2 separate regions of the Mus musculus genome follow, and region 2 is linked to region 1. The links are chromatin contacts, called in public Hi-C maps. All regions are on one chromosome and are shown on one strand. The core of a region is the stretch at or near the end of the contact, and the rest is flanking DNA. Distances in the headings are between cores, read along the strand shown.

Evidence for each region. Hi-C and Micro-C count contacts between places; a contact is called where the count stands out from the background.
Region 2: a Hi-C map of liver shows a contact between it and region 1, with 1.9 times the contacts expected there. The contact joins two enhancer-like sites. A contact is called at or near these places in 3 of 39 promoter capture datasets (3T3-L1-derived adipocytes, embryonic stem cells and hematopoietic stem and progenitor cells), 8 of 484 Hi-C or Micro-C datasets (CD8 T cells, the G1E-ER4 cell line, cardiomyocytes and 5 more), 1 of 115 datasets of contacts at active chromatin or transcription factors (large pre-B cells) and 1 of 9 other capture datasets (embryonic stem cells).

What each region holds. Positions count from the first base shown.
Region 1 is chr1:180,018,592-180,025,174 of GRCm38.p6, reverse strand. All of the region lies in intron 2 of Cdc42bpa (CDC42 binding protein kinase alpha), which reads right to left. Among named protein-coding and RNA genes, the nearest start is that of Cdc42bpa, 61 kb to the right of the region's middle. Within about 2 kb of position 3,299, at least 59 of the 459 cell types and tissues checked have an H3K27ac peak or open chromatin away from gene starts, as enhancers often do. A contact at or near this core is called in liver, where this site is marked.
Region 2 is chr1:180,213,238-180,219,820 of GRCm38.p6, reverse strand. All of the region lies in intron 1 of Gm37336 (a long non-coding RNA gene), which reads left to right. Among named protein-coding and RNA genes, the nearest start is that of Gm37336, 5.9 kb to the left of the region's middle. Within about 2 kb of position 2,795, at least 4 of the 459 cell types and tissues checked have an H3K27ac peak or open chromatin away from gene starts, as enhancers often do. A contact at or near this core is called in liver, where this site is marked.

The DNA.
Region 1 (6,583 bases), core at 2,050-4,549:
TATAAACTATTTATTAAACAGCCAGAAATGTGCTCTTGATAAACATCATAATTTATACACAGAGCAGCAATAGCCAAAATATTTAAAATTAGTACATCCTGGGCATCAACAAATTAAACAGACACAGATTATAAAATATGACATGGCCACACCTGCGGGTCCTTTGGACTACAGACCAGCACCATCAAAGGCAAAGCATGCACTAAATTGAGTTTCCTCTCCCAGGAGTCTCAGGAGAGCCTGAGCCAAAGACCTTAGGAAAAAGTAAACGCCTACAGGTATTCTCCCCTTTCAGGGCCTAGTACTAAGCTATTTGGACATATAAGGAACCAGGTAATGAAAGGAAGCAAGCTAATTAAAAGCTTTTGACACCTGAAGCAGGGGTAGCAGGCCAAAGCAGCAAGCTTTCACAACAAGCTCTGAAGCCCAGAAGCCTGGAAGCTGCCGGAGCAAGGCTGGAGCAGGCAGAAGCGGTGAGCCACCAGGAAGCTGTGGACAGGTAACACCCAGGGCGTAAGTTAAAGGTTTTCCTGAAAGCAAAAAGGAAAACCCAGCGTTAAGTTAAGCAGTAACTGACATGAATGTGTTGTAGAGAGAAGATTCTTAACTCACAGAGCTGCCGAATTTAAACTGCATCTTACTCTGTATTGTTCCCCATGGTGTATATTTCTTATAATAGTTTTCAAAACTAACTTATTTCCATGGTTTGTCTATCTATTACAAAAAGCATAATTGATAGGAGGAAAAAGTATCAAACTGACAGAAATGTTCCTATCAGATATCCATGCCAGAGGTTAGCCCGTCCACTGAGCCTGGTAGAACACAAAATACTTCAAGGGAAATAATTACCTGTTCAAGGTCTGTGCATTCTTAAACTTAGCTTGTAAAAGCGACAGAATATGCATGTCCAGAGGAGAGCTTGCATTGGGAATAAGTGAGAAGTAATCCAGCCAATACTATCTCTAAGTATAAGGGTGACTTTGTCTTAAAATAGTATAGAAAATCATCAGTAAGCTGTGTGATTTTTATTGTACACAGTTTAATCAATGCACATATAGAGCAAGTGTGTATCAAAAAAGAAACATATCTTCTCATGTTAAATCTCAAACACTGTCAGTCATGAATCAAACACTCTGATTTGCCTAGGGAGGACTCTGTGTCAGTGCCTGTGACTAACTCAACTGACACTGGGCTGTCTGCTCCAAACTCCCAGCACTGCACTGCAGTCTAAATCCTCCAGGCAGTAGGGCTATGAGCACATCTGTTTGTCCCTACCTATCTGACGCACGTATCCTAGTGAGGGATCATAATCTTACAGTACTTCAATCTTTGTCGACCCCTTCTGTGAAATAACTATATCTTATTATTGCTTCCCTTTTCAGTAGCTCAGCCTCAGATGAACCTGTAAGTACCAGTCCAGCCAGCCTTTGTCCCCAATGTTCTGAACTGCCACGTGCTACCACTGCCCTACTTATTCTGATGCCCACAATTACCAAACACAGTATCTAGATCAGAGTCCTTTACACTGCATTTAAATGTCCCCATGTTTCCAAGAACCTTTCTCCTTCTCCTTTCGAACCCCAGAAAAGTGTCCCTATCACTCCTCAAGGATGACAATACCTTTGAAATCTTGATCCCAGCCCCTCCCCATCTTCTCCTTTGTTGTTCTTGTCCCATTAAAATTCCTTTCCAGCTTTCAGTCTCCCATTTTTCTGGTTCTAAGTGTCTACTGAAAACCTTTTCCAAGACCCTCCTTCCAAATCCAAAAACAAAAAAACAAAACAAAACAAAAAAATGTTACTGCTATTCCAACTTCCCCCAAGGACCTGACATGGCACCCTTCTCACAAATGCCATTTCTCCACAAAGCATATTTTAGCATTTCCCTGCTTCTTCTAACTGCCCATTATTTATTTTCTTCTCATGTTTGAAAGTAAATTTTAAAATTCCATATAATGGACTTTATACACAGAGACACAAAAAGTCAGGTTTACAAAGAGAAAAAAAAAATTTTTTTTGTAAGAAAGTTCTAGAAAGCCTCAGACTCCAGGGAAGCAAGAGATTCCAGGAGCCAATGGTGACTTTCGTCAAATACCCAACAAAGGGGAGATACAACCCATAGAGACCACCTCCAGAAGATAGGCACATACACCCCCAGTAGAGGGATGGGGCCATCCATGCATCTCAAAAATTTTAACCCAGAAATATTCCTGTCCAAAGGAAAGACAGGGACAAAAAAAAAGGAACAGAGACGGAAGGCTAGGCTATCCAGAGACCACCCCACCTAGGGATCCATCCTGTCTGCAGACACCAAACCCCCACACTATTGCTGATGCCAAGAAACATTTGCTGACAGGAGCCTGATATAGCTGTTCCTTGAGAGGATCTACCAGCAAGAACCAATACAGATGCAGATACTCACAGGCAACCATCGGACTGAGCCTGGGAACCCCAATGGAAGAGATAGAGGAAGGACTGAAGAAGCTGAAGGGGGTTACAACCCCATAAGAAGAACAATTTCAATTAGCTGGACCACCCAGAGCTCCCAGGGACTAAACCAACTAAAGAGTATACATGGAGGAGCCAGGACTCCAGATACCTATGTAGCAGAGGATGGCCTTATCTGATATCAATGGGAGGGAAGGCAGGTTTGATGCCCCAGCGTGGGGAGATGCTAGAGAGGTGATGCAGGAGTGGGTGAATGGGTGGAGGAGAACCCTCATAGAGGCAAAGGGGAGGGGAGGAGAGGGAGTGGGATGCAGGGGTTGGTGAGGAGTAACCAAGAAGGGGAATTATTATTTGAAATGTAAGTGAATGAAATGATTAATAATAATAAAAAACTCTAATAGATAAATTTAAGTTAACTGGGAAAGTGCTCCAAATTACAAAGTGGAGACCAGTGCCATAAAGTGCCGGTTTCTCTTGCTAATTAATTAGACTATGACCCAAATCAAAAACCAGTAAGTATTGCTTTCATTAGCCAAATGACAGTATGATCATAACCCAGGGAGAAAAAGCAGCACGCTGAGCACCACAGACAGAGGGTACTCTGTTCTCTCCCTCCCTCACACTGCGTACAGCTCCTGGCCAAAACCAGCACATACAAAGGAAACAACAGTGCTGGGCATAAACGCTAGCAAAAAGCTGTCCAGTCTTCCCTTCATCCCAGTGGAGAGGCCGCGCACTTTTGCTCTGTTTTATAAACTCATTCCTGGCCTGCTTCAGTTCCTGTACTCGGTTCTCCCACTGGTTCCTTCCTGTCATCAATTCTCTCACTGATTTCCAAACATGATGATTTCAAAGGACCAGCAAGTGATGACTCACACAGAGGCCATGCGACTGGACCTCTGACTCCAGACACCTTAAATGTAACATGCTCATCATTCCAAGCAATCAGAAGAATCTTCAAGGGGTAAGACCCAAAGTCACTCTACTCCTCTTCTCTCTCTTGTTTAAAAATAGGCGTCAGCCTTCCTCTACCCAACACTCAAGTTACACGTGGGTGAGAAAGCTCTGCCTCTAAAGAAAGCACCCAAGCTCTTACACTCAAAAGGCAAGGGTTGAAAATAGAGATGAGAAATCGCTTTCCTTTCTGTCAATTATTGCCTCACATGGATTAAGGCTGACAAGTGCCCTCTGACAGTTGTTCTGAAGGCTCCTATGTAAACACCACTATGTTGCACTGGCAAGTGGCTGTGTAAGGTTGGCTGAACTGTCAATCCCACTACTGGATACATATACTTTTGAGATCAAAAGCTGGAAACCAAGTTTAGCCTTTTAGAGAAAGTAGCTCAACCTCTTCAGTTTGATCCCACATTAAGTTTAATGGCTTTTAATAGGAGATCCTCATAAAGTTGAACTCCTCAATCTCATGAAATGACAAATATATATTTGAAGGGATAAACCATAAAAAAAAAACAAAAAGACTAATATCAGCTGATGAAAAACAATATTTCAAATAATTCTACAAATCCAGAATGAACAGAACAGGATTAGATGTGAACATCCACCCAACAAAGGCATGACCAGATAGCTACCAAAAAAATCACAAATATCCTAATTCCAGATGCATAGATTCCATCACAAATTATCCTTCCTCTAGAAGCTGGTGCATGTACACACACACACACACACACACACACACACACACACACACACCTTTAACTTCAGATGTTAATATTCATTCATTCATTTTCCTCTCCGCCCTGCCCCGCCCTGCCCCTCCCCTCCCCTCCTCTCTCTCTCTCTCTCTCTCTCCCCCCCCAAAGTCTACTAAGCAGATTTATAATAGTCACAGATTATGAACCCATAAGCAACAACAACAAACAAACAAACAACAGCATACCTAAGCACCAGTAAATGATAGCACTGATGCTACTGGTGTTTCTAAGACCTGTGACACTCAACACTTCTGTGTCGGTGCTTTTGAAACACATGGTAAATTGGGGTGAACTACAGTCACCCTAATGCAGTACAGACTTGCCCCTACCCAACCATATTTGGTTCTCATTATCTAAGCTAACCTTTCTCTACCCTCCTGTCATCCTCCCATTTTAATGACTGCTATATCTTCCCTTTCCCTCTCCTCGTTTCCCTTCTTCTTTCCCATTCTATGAATGCAAACCATTTTAGCTTCCACAAGTGACTGAAAACAGTTAGTCTGTGCTGGAGTATTTTACTAAGCACAGTGTCCTCCAGTTGCATCCATGTTGCCACAAATGACAGCATTTCACTATTCTTGTGTCTGAATGATCTCCCACTTGTATATGTGTGTATCACATTTTCTTTAACCATTCACCCATCAGCTGATTCCAGATCTTGACTACTGTGAACATACCTTAATAAACACTGTAGTGTGCTGATGCCATTTCCTTTAGATAAATGTCTACTGGGACTAGTGGACAATATGACAATTCCATTTCTAGTTTTATGTTTGGTTTTTTGAGGAAACTCCACATTGTTTTCAGTAATGGCTACACTAGTAAAATTTATACCAAATGTGTGAGAGACAGCTCCTTTCCCTATATCCATTGAGTGTTTGAAAACTGCCATTTGGGTAATAGCCCTTTCTAAATAAAGTGATATTTCATTACAACTTCAACGCAGAAATCAAAATTCTTATCTATAAGAATGGACTGGCAGATAAAGTCTCTTTTGTATATATTGACTTCTTGTAGCCCAAATCTGAAGTATCTGACATTAACAAACTGTCAAGAGGCCATACATACTGTTGGCAACCTCCTGGAGACTGGCTGGCTAACTGCTCTTAGGAAACAGGCTGGGTAATAAAGGTGTCTCTGAGGAAGCAACCACTCTACAGTAAAACTGGACATCCTAGTTAGAATGCACCAGTCCTGGGAAAAGTCTGGGCCTACCATAGCCCCCAAACCAGATTCCCAAGCATTTTTATATGCTTAAATATGACATGCCAGATTAGCATGGTGATGGAAATGGGAATTCCTGACCCCCACTTACCATCCCCACCAACAGACAGTCTCGGAATGTAGAGTCAGCTGTCATCAAACTCTCTTGCCTCAGCTTCCTATGGGCTGAAATTAGAGGTGAATACCAGAACTCATGGCTTTGTTCTCAGCTCAGTTTCTGTCAGTTCAGATAATATTCAAGAACTTACATAATGACTAATGGAGTTTCTAGAGTAGAGCTCTCGACTGGACCAAACCTGAGACACACAAGTTGATCTTGTAAGGAACAGAGTTCTTTTTTTACAGAAAATAACTTTAAACCCTGGCTATCCTTCAGCCTCCTGCTAGGACAGATCCAGACTTTATAAAGCAGCCTTTTAAATTCCCTAATAAGGACTTTCATACATACTAGTGTTCTAAGCAGTGCCTGTTGCTCCAAATACTCCCCTTCTAGCTCTCGCTGCAGAGCAAGACTGAGAGAGAATGATGTGACCTCACATTTCCTAAGTATGAAATGGAATTCCCAACAAGGAAGATAGGTCCACAGTCCCTCTTAGTAAGTAGTTGCTTTCTAGATTTGGAATGAGTTAAAAGAGATAGCAGGCACCCTATCAAATGAAGTTCTTTCTGAGGTAAATCTCTAGGGCCTCCAAGGGCATACCCTCTTTGTGTGTGTTCTTTTCTGTAGCATAAATACAAATTTTTAAAATAGAAGTTTTATTGGTGATTACCAGGCCTGACCATGTAAAAGAGTAACTCTAACACTAGCTGGATATGTGTTAACTGTAGACTACATATTCCAATAGGGTAACTTAAAATAACGGTGGATGGTACCAGAAACAAAGCTGACTGATTGCACTAATTTCTAATCTTCTGGTAAACACCAGCTTTTACTCTTTTTAAAGAACACTGCTTTATTCTACCAATCATTTTAATATGGAGTACTAAATAATTATTTCATAAAAAGGTTTCCCATTCAAAAAAGAAACATTTCTAATTCTTGGTTTGTTTATCTGCCTTACTTACTAATTTCTGAGACTGATGCAATGAAAAGGCAGCCTACAGTCCCAGCTATTCAGTAGTACAAGTTCAAAGCTAGCATAACCCATACACTGCATTTAAAAAGCCAGCCCAGGAACTTAAGTAAACCATGTGACAAAA
Region 2 (6,583 bases), core at 1,546-4,045, 200 kb before region 1:
CCACATATCACAAGGCCAAGCAGGGTGTCTTTTGCTGATCACACCCCTGCAAACACAGTAGCATTAGAGCAAAATGCAAAGTGAATGCAGAGTCATGGGACTTTTGACAGCTGGTTTTCTTAGCACAGGAAAGCTCTTTGTGTGTGTGTGTGTGTGTGTGTGTGTGTGTGTGTAGTTCTTCAAGTTGATGTTTCAATGTAGAGGCATGTCGCTAGAGAGTCCTATTACACCATTTTTGCCCTTTTCCCTTGGCTCCTTTTTTTAAAAAAAAATTAAAATTAATTTTATATGAGCACACCGTAGCTGTCTTCAGACACATCAGAAGAGGGCATCAGATTCTTTTACGGATGGTTGTGAGACACTCTGTGGTTGCTGGGATTTGAACTCAGGACCTCTAGAAGAGCAGTGAGTGCTCTCAACTGATGAGCCATCTCTCCAGCCCCGTGGAGTCCTTTTAGACCCAGCTAGTTTGTTAATGAGCTAGAGATCTCCTTTATGTGTGTGAGATAGTAATCCCTTTAGACACGTAGGTTACAAATATTTTCTCCCTTTCTATGGACTGACAGTTTGCCTGTCTCCTCCGACAGAAGTCCCTACGTTTGTTGAGTTTGTGTCTGTCTACTTTTCTTTTCTTTCCTGGGATTTTAGCTCCGGGAAATTGTGGCCTAATCTAATGTCATGAAGCTTTTCAGTTGTTTTTGTCTGGGGGTTTTATGGTTTGGGATGCTGTTTTTTTGATCTTTAATCCATTAAGGTATAATTTTCTATGTGGAGTAAAGTTGAGGTTCCACTGCATTCTTTAGCAAACAAGAAATCAGGTTTTCTTCTCGCACCGTTTGTTGAAGAAGCTGCCTTTCTTCGTTGAGTGAATAGAGACCTCTTATGGAGATGATTCCGTTATTGTGCTGGTTTGTCCTGTCAGTTTGTCGCAAGCTAGAGTCATCTGGAAGGAGAAATGCTTGATGGAGAAAATGCCGCCACAAGATCCAGCTGTAAGTCTTAGTGATTGATGGGGGCGGGTCCAGGCATTGTGGGCGGGGCTGCCCAGGCTGGTGGTCCTGGGTGCCTTAGGAAAGCAGGTTGAGCAAGCCTGTAAGCATCACCCCTTCATGGCCTCGGCGTCAGCTCCACCTCCAGGTTCCTGCCCTGCTTGAGTTCCTGCCCTGGCTTCCTCTGGATGATGAACAGTGCTGTGGACCTGTGGGCTGAAGAAACCCTTTCCTCACAAGTTGCTTTGGTCATGGCGTTGCATCACAGCAATAGAGACCCTAGCAGGACAGGGAGTGAACTGGACTTCTGTGTAGGCCAGTTTGGCTGGTGTGGTTTTTTAAAAACACGATTAAGTCATTCCATCCATGACCACAGAAAGCCTTTTCATTTATTCATGCCTTCTTTAATTTCTCCTGGCAATCTTCTGTGGTTTTCAGCAAGCGATTCCCCTCTTGGGGTAGGTTTATTCTGACTTGGGGTAGGTTTATTCTGAAGTATTTTATCTTTTCACTGCTGCTGCCAACTGTACTGGTTTCTTGAGATCTTTCCTAAATTGTCCACTGTCTGTCTACTTTAGTGGTGACTTAGGATCATCTCTGGTCTCAGGATCCATACCACATCCCTTTTATCTGACTGTAGGACCTCTCTATGGATGCAGGAAGGGTTACAGGAGTCTCATGGGACTCTGGGGTCCTTCTCCTGTGGCCATTTCTGTTCTTGAGCCCCTGCTGGAGGGCTGACAAGTGCCGCAGACCCTCTGGGTCCCTGTGTCTGCGTGGAATGGGATCTCTTAAGCAGATGGGCAAAGAGTGGGATGGGGTGACAAACAGACGAACACACAAGAGTGGTGTTGGATCTGAATGTAATATTCTGGTCGAGCTTCAGACTTATATTACAATGAATTATCAGAAGATACAAATCACAAAAAGACAAGATACACTAAAATTCACCAGTTACAGCAGAAAGGAATTTGCAAGGACTAATTAAATGTTTACATTAGGGATAACAAGCCCTGCCTAGGATCAGCCTAATGCCAGGCAAGAATTTCACACTTTAGGGTTAATAGCATCAGGGGGTTGTTAACTCTTGACAGGCCTTAAGAGTAATGTAATGTCACTGACCCTGAAATTCTCTAGGCCTTGTTAATTCTTATCTAGTTTGGAAAATTTCCATTATCAGGATAGTATATCAACTTGCTCTGGTGTGGAATGTAGTTTGTAGTAAATATTTCTATCTCAGTGAGACTTTTAGTCTCTTTCTGCAGACAGCTGAGTTAATGGCTAGTGCTTTATTGTTTTATTGTAGTGCTTAATTAGTTACTGAATGGGTTAAGCTCCTTGCTGCTATCTGGAATTTTAGAACACTGGAAAAGGCTTTAGCTATGTTAGAATTCAATCTTAAAAGGCATTACAATAAGGTAATACTATATAGAGTTCATGTGGATCCATACATTAGACTAATGCGGATTTGGAAAATTAATTTTATGGTTTATATAGATTAGGAAGAAAATGCCAGGCCCCCGGGAAGGGAGTTTCTTTGAAACTCTTTGCTTCATGTGTCAGCTTCCCAGCTTTTGCTTTGTCAAACTGACTCAACCAAAGTACGTGTCAGACAAGGATCTCTGTAGCCTGTAATCCCCACGGTCCCAGGCAGGACAGGCAGGTCCCATCTATTGCCTGAGACTCTCCTGGCCTATTAGAAGCTTAGGGAGAGAGAGCTATGGATTCAAAGTCCTAGAGATCTGGAACCTGCACCTCACTTTGCCTTCCTCCCCCCAGCACCAGCCTGGAGAGTTCAAACTCCTGTCCCTGCTGGGGACAATACTGTGTCAACATGTATCTTACCTAGTTCTTCTCTTTTGACAGAGGGTTGGGTGAGGGGGAGTTGGATAGGGGGAGAGCTGGGGCAGGGTGTCCTACCACCCTGGCTGACCTCAAATTTATACCCTAGAATGACTTTAATCTCCAGATCGTTCTGCCTCCACCTCCAAAATGCTGAGGTTATATGCCTATGCCACCATGCTGGCTCTTACCCAGCTCCCCAGTTCTTTCTGTCCTACATCTAAAGTCCGTTAATCAATCAGGAGGCTCTCCTCTTCGTGCTGGAAGCTTCCCCTTGGAGTCAGGCCACCTGGGTACTGCCCAGCCTCTGTGTGACAGGGTGAGCTGGGAGACAGGGAGGCAGGGAGGCAGGCTCTGTGTGACAGGGTGAGCTGGGAGACAGGGAGGCAGGCTCTGTGTGACAGGGTGAGCTGGGAGACAGGGAGGCAGGGGCATGATGCTTCTTCCCCCCTCCCCCCCCCATCTAGGTGAGCTCTGCTCCTCAGAGGTCTGGGCAGCCTCCCTGGCCAGGGTCCCTCCTCTTCAGGTTTATTATTGGCTGAGGAATTGATGCCCTGACAGAGAAAACCAGAGTCCGCTCAACGCCAAGTTTAAACTTGACAGCAGTGGCTTTCAAACTGTGGTCCTCGGAGCCTGGAAGGCAAGATGATGCCTTAATAACGTTATCTAACGTTGGGTTCTCATTCTTCTTCTCACACCGGTGTGCACAGGTTTCCCAGAAGCCATGCGCTGCAGGGCAGCATGAAGGATTGAATTATGAAGAGAATAGAGCTGGCTTCTGTAACTCTATTCTGGTCTATAAAAAAGATAATTATATCGGACCAGCGAGATGGCGCCGTGTGTAAATGTAAAGGTGCTTGCTGCCAAGCCTGGTGACCTGAGTTTGATCCCTGAATTCCTGACAATGGAAACAGAAAACTGGCTCATATATGTTGCCCTCTGACCTTTACACATGTGCCATGGCATGTATATATATGCACACGCACATGTGCATACACACATGATGTAATATTAAGAAGAACCGTAGAAAAACTGCAAAAGGGGTTGGAGAGATGACTCACTCACTGGTTAGGGGCTCTGCTCTTCCTGAGGGCTCAGGTTTGATTCTGAGCGCATAAACCATGGGTCGCAACCATCAATCACTCCAGATCCAAGCCGTCTAGCTCTCTCCTTTGGCCTCTTTGGACACAGGGCATGTACACAGTGCACAGACATGTGTGCAGGGGAAACAAGAGTGCATGCTTCTCTCCCAGAGGACCTGGGTTTGGTTCCAGCACCTACATGGCAGCTCACAACCACCTGTATCCCTGGCTTCCTTCCGGAGAGCTGCCACTGTCTTCTGGACTTCTTGGGCACTTGCATACACGGTACACACATAACAAAGTAACAAAAAAATGAATCTTTGAAAAGTTGCACAAGTGTAACTACGTGTCAATCTTTTCATTCAAGTTTTTTTCCAGAACTATTTTGATAAAATCGTTGTTTATGTTAATACGGTGCTTATTTGTTTAAAGGAATCAGTCCATAACTTTTTAAAATTCTGACCTGCCATTTCTACTAGGATAGAATTAACACACAAAATGGGTTTTAGAGCCCTGAAGAACTTCTACCTGTGTGAGAGGCCCTGAGGCCAGTATGTTTCAGAAAGACTGAGCAGGTGTGTACACACACCCCACCCCCTAAGAAGGCTGCTGTGCTCTGGTGACCTGGAAGCCATGCTATTCTTCAGCGCGCCACAGGAGGGCAGCAGATCCTGCTGTGAGCCTCTTAGGTCTTCACCCCAGGAGGTCCATACAGTCTGCTGCCTCTAGCTTCTTCCAGGATCTGGCTCAGTCCTGGACAAAGTCATAGTCTAGGTTCTCGCTCTGTGGGGGATTTAGCTCTGTTTTCACACCCATCTCCTTGGAGAAAGCATCAGGATGTTATCGAGGCCCAGGCATGAGCCTGACCACTTTGCTGGGGATATTTGGTGAACACACATTAGTTCCACGGGACACAGCGGCTCATAGCGCCCCTTTCCAGTCTCAGTTTAACCTGGAAGTATTGGTTCTTGTGGGAGTGGTCTGGAACCAACCAGTGTTTAACAACACAGTCATCAAAAGCTGCCTTAGCATGCTCTCCACCTCTGTGAGTAACTCTGTGTAGCCAAAAGGTGTATTTGGGATTGTGGTTTCAGATGCTTTGGCCCATGGTTGCTGGCTTTGTTGCTCTGACGCCTGTGACAACACAGTGCATCATGGGAGGAATGGGTATGGATAGGAGAACCCAATTCAACTCATGGCTGTCAGGAAATAGAGAGGTAAGGCACCCATCTGTTCAAGACTTACTTCCAGGGACCTAATGCCCCTCCTCTAGGAACCGCCTAAAGGGTCCAATGTCTCCACAGGCTGGAAGCCACACCTTTAACACACAGGTGCAGCGAAGTGGGGAGGGGAGAGGGAGTGCGCCCATGTTACCCATGTCTTTACCCTGGCTTGGGCGAACGTTGGGGGCACAGGTGAAATTTTACCCATAACCAGGGCTTCATGTTGGCATCATAGCAGGTTACGGGGACTCTAGCAATGGAAAGCAAGGCTTTGAGGCTACTTAATGCAGCCCCTTGGCTCCCCTTAGAGACTTCTCCAAACAGCCTTAAAGTAACCTAATGTGATCAAATGTGGGCCAGTAGGAAGTAAAGTCACAAGGTAAGGGTCTAGGTCCCACACTGCCCATTTTCTGGTCCCTGCTCTTCCTCCATTACTGTAACCCCAGCCTTGACATATTTCTCCCTCCCTGCTAGGTATTCAATGTCAGGTTAGTTTCCCCAATGATACATAAATATCAGTAGTCCTTGTTACCATAGGTTTGATAACTAAGAAAATCTGGGTTTCGAAGATCAAGGCAAGGTTTGGTTTGGTCCTGCTTCTACCATGTGTAAACTTTGGAGGTGCTTAAGTTCTCCATTTCCTTCACTGCCAGAGGCAATAATAATAATAATATGAAGTTGTGAGGATCACATGGCAAAAGGCAGCCTGCTTAGATTCTGCACATAGGCAAGATCATCTGGTGTTTGTCTTTCTGTGCCTGGCTCACTTAACGCCATGCCTTCCAGGTTCAGCTATGTTACAGCAGATTAAAAGATCCCCTTATTATTAAGGCTACTCTTTAGGGCATTACATTGTATGCATGTTTTCTTCATCCATCCGTTGGGGGATTCGGGTGAAGCCTGGCCCTAAGGTAACAAAAGATCATCAGGTTGTAAACTGCAGCCGTTCCTTTTTTCTTAAACACTTATTTTGTTTATTTTATGTATATGAGTGCACTGTAGCTGTCTTTAGACACACACTAGAAGAGAGCATCGAATCCCATTACAGACGGTTGTGAGTCACCATGTGGTTGCTGGGAATTGAACTCAGGACCTCTGGAAGAAGAGTCGATGCTCTTAACCGCTGAGCCATCTCGCCAGCCCCCTGCAGCCCTTGCTAGCATTCTGAGTGGAGACAGGCAAAGGTCTCCATTCTTTGAAGAGATAAGCCTGCGTGTTTCACTTTCTTGCTTTCCCTAGTGCTGGCTTGTGTGCACAAGGATCTGTATCCTCTACAATGTTTTAAATGATTGCTTGGGATACACTTCTTAAGAATATGGACATTGTTAAAGCTAACCTGGTCTGGATGACAAACTGGCTCTTAGCGGTTAGTTTCCACCCTTCCGGATATTCAAGTCCATTTGTTTGATCATCTCTTTAGCCGGCTACCATGCTAATGTCTAGTTCA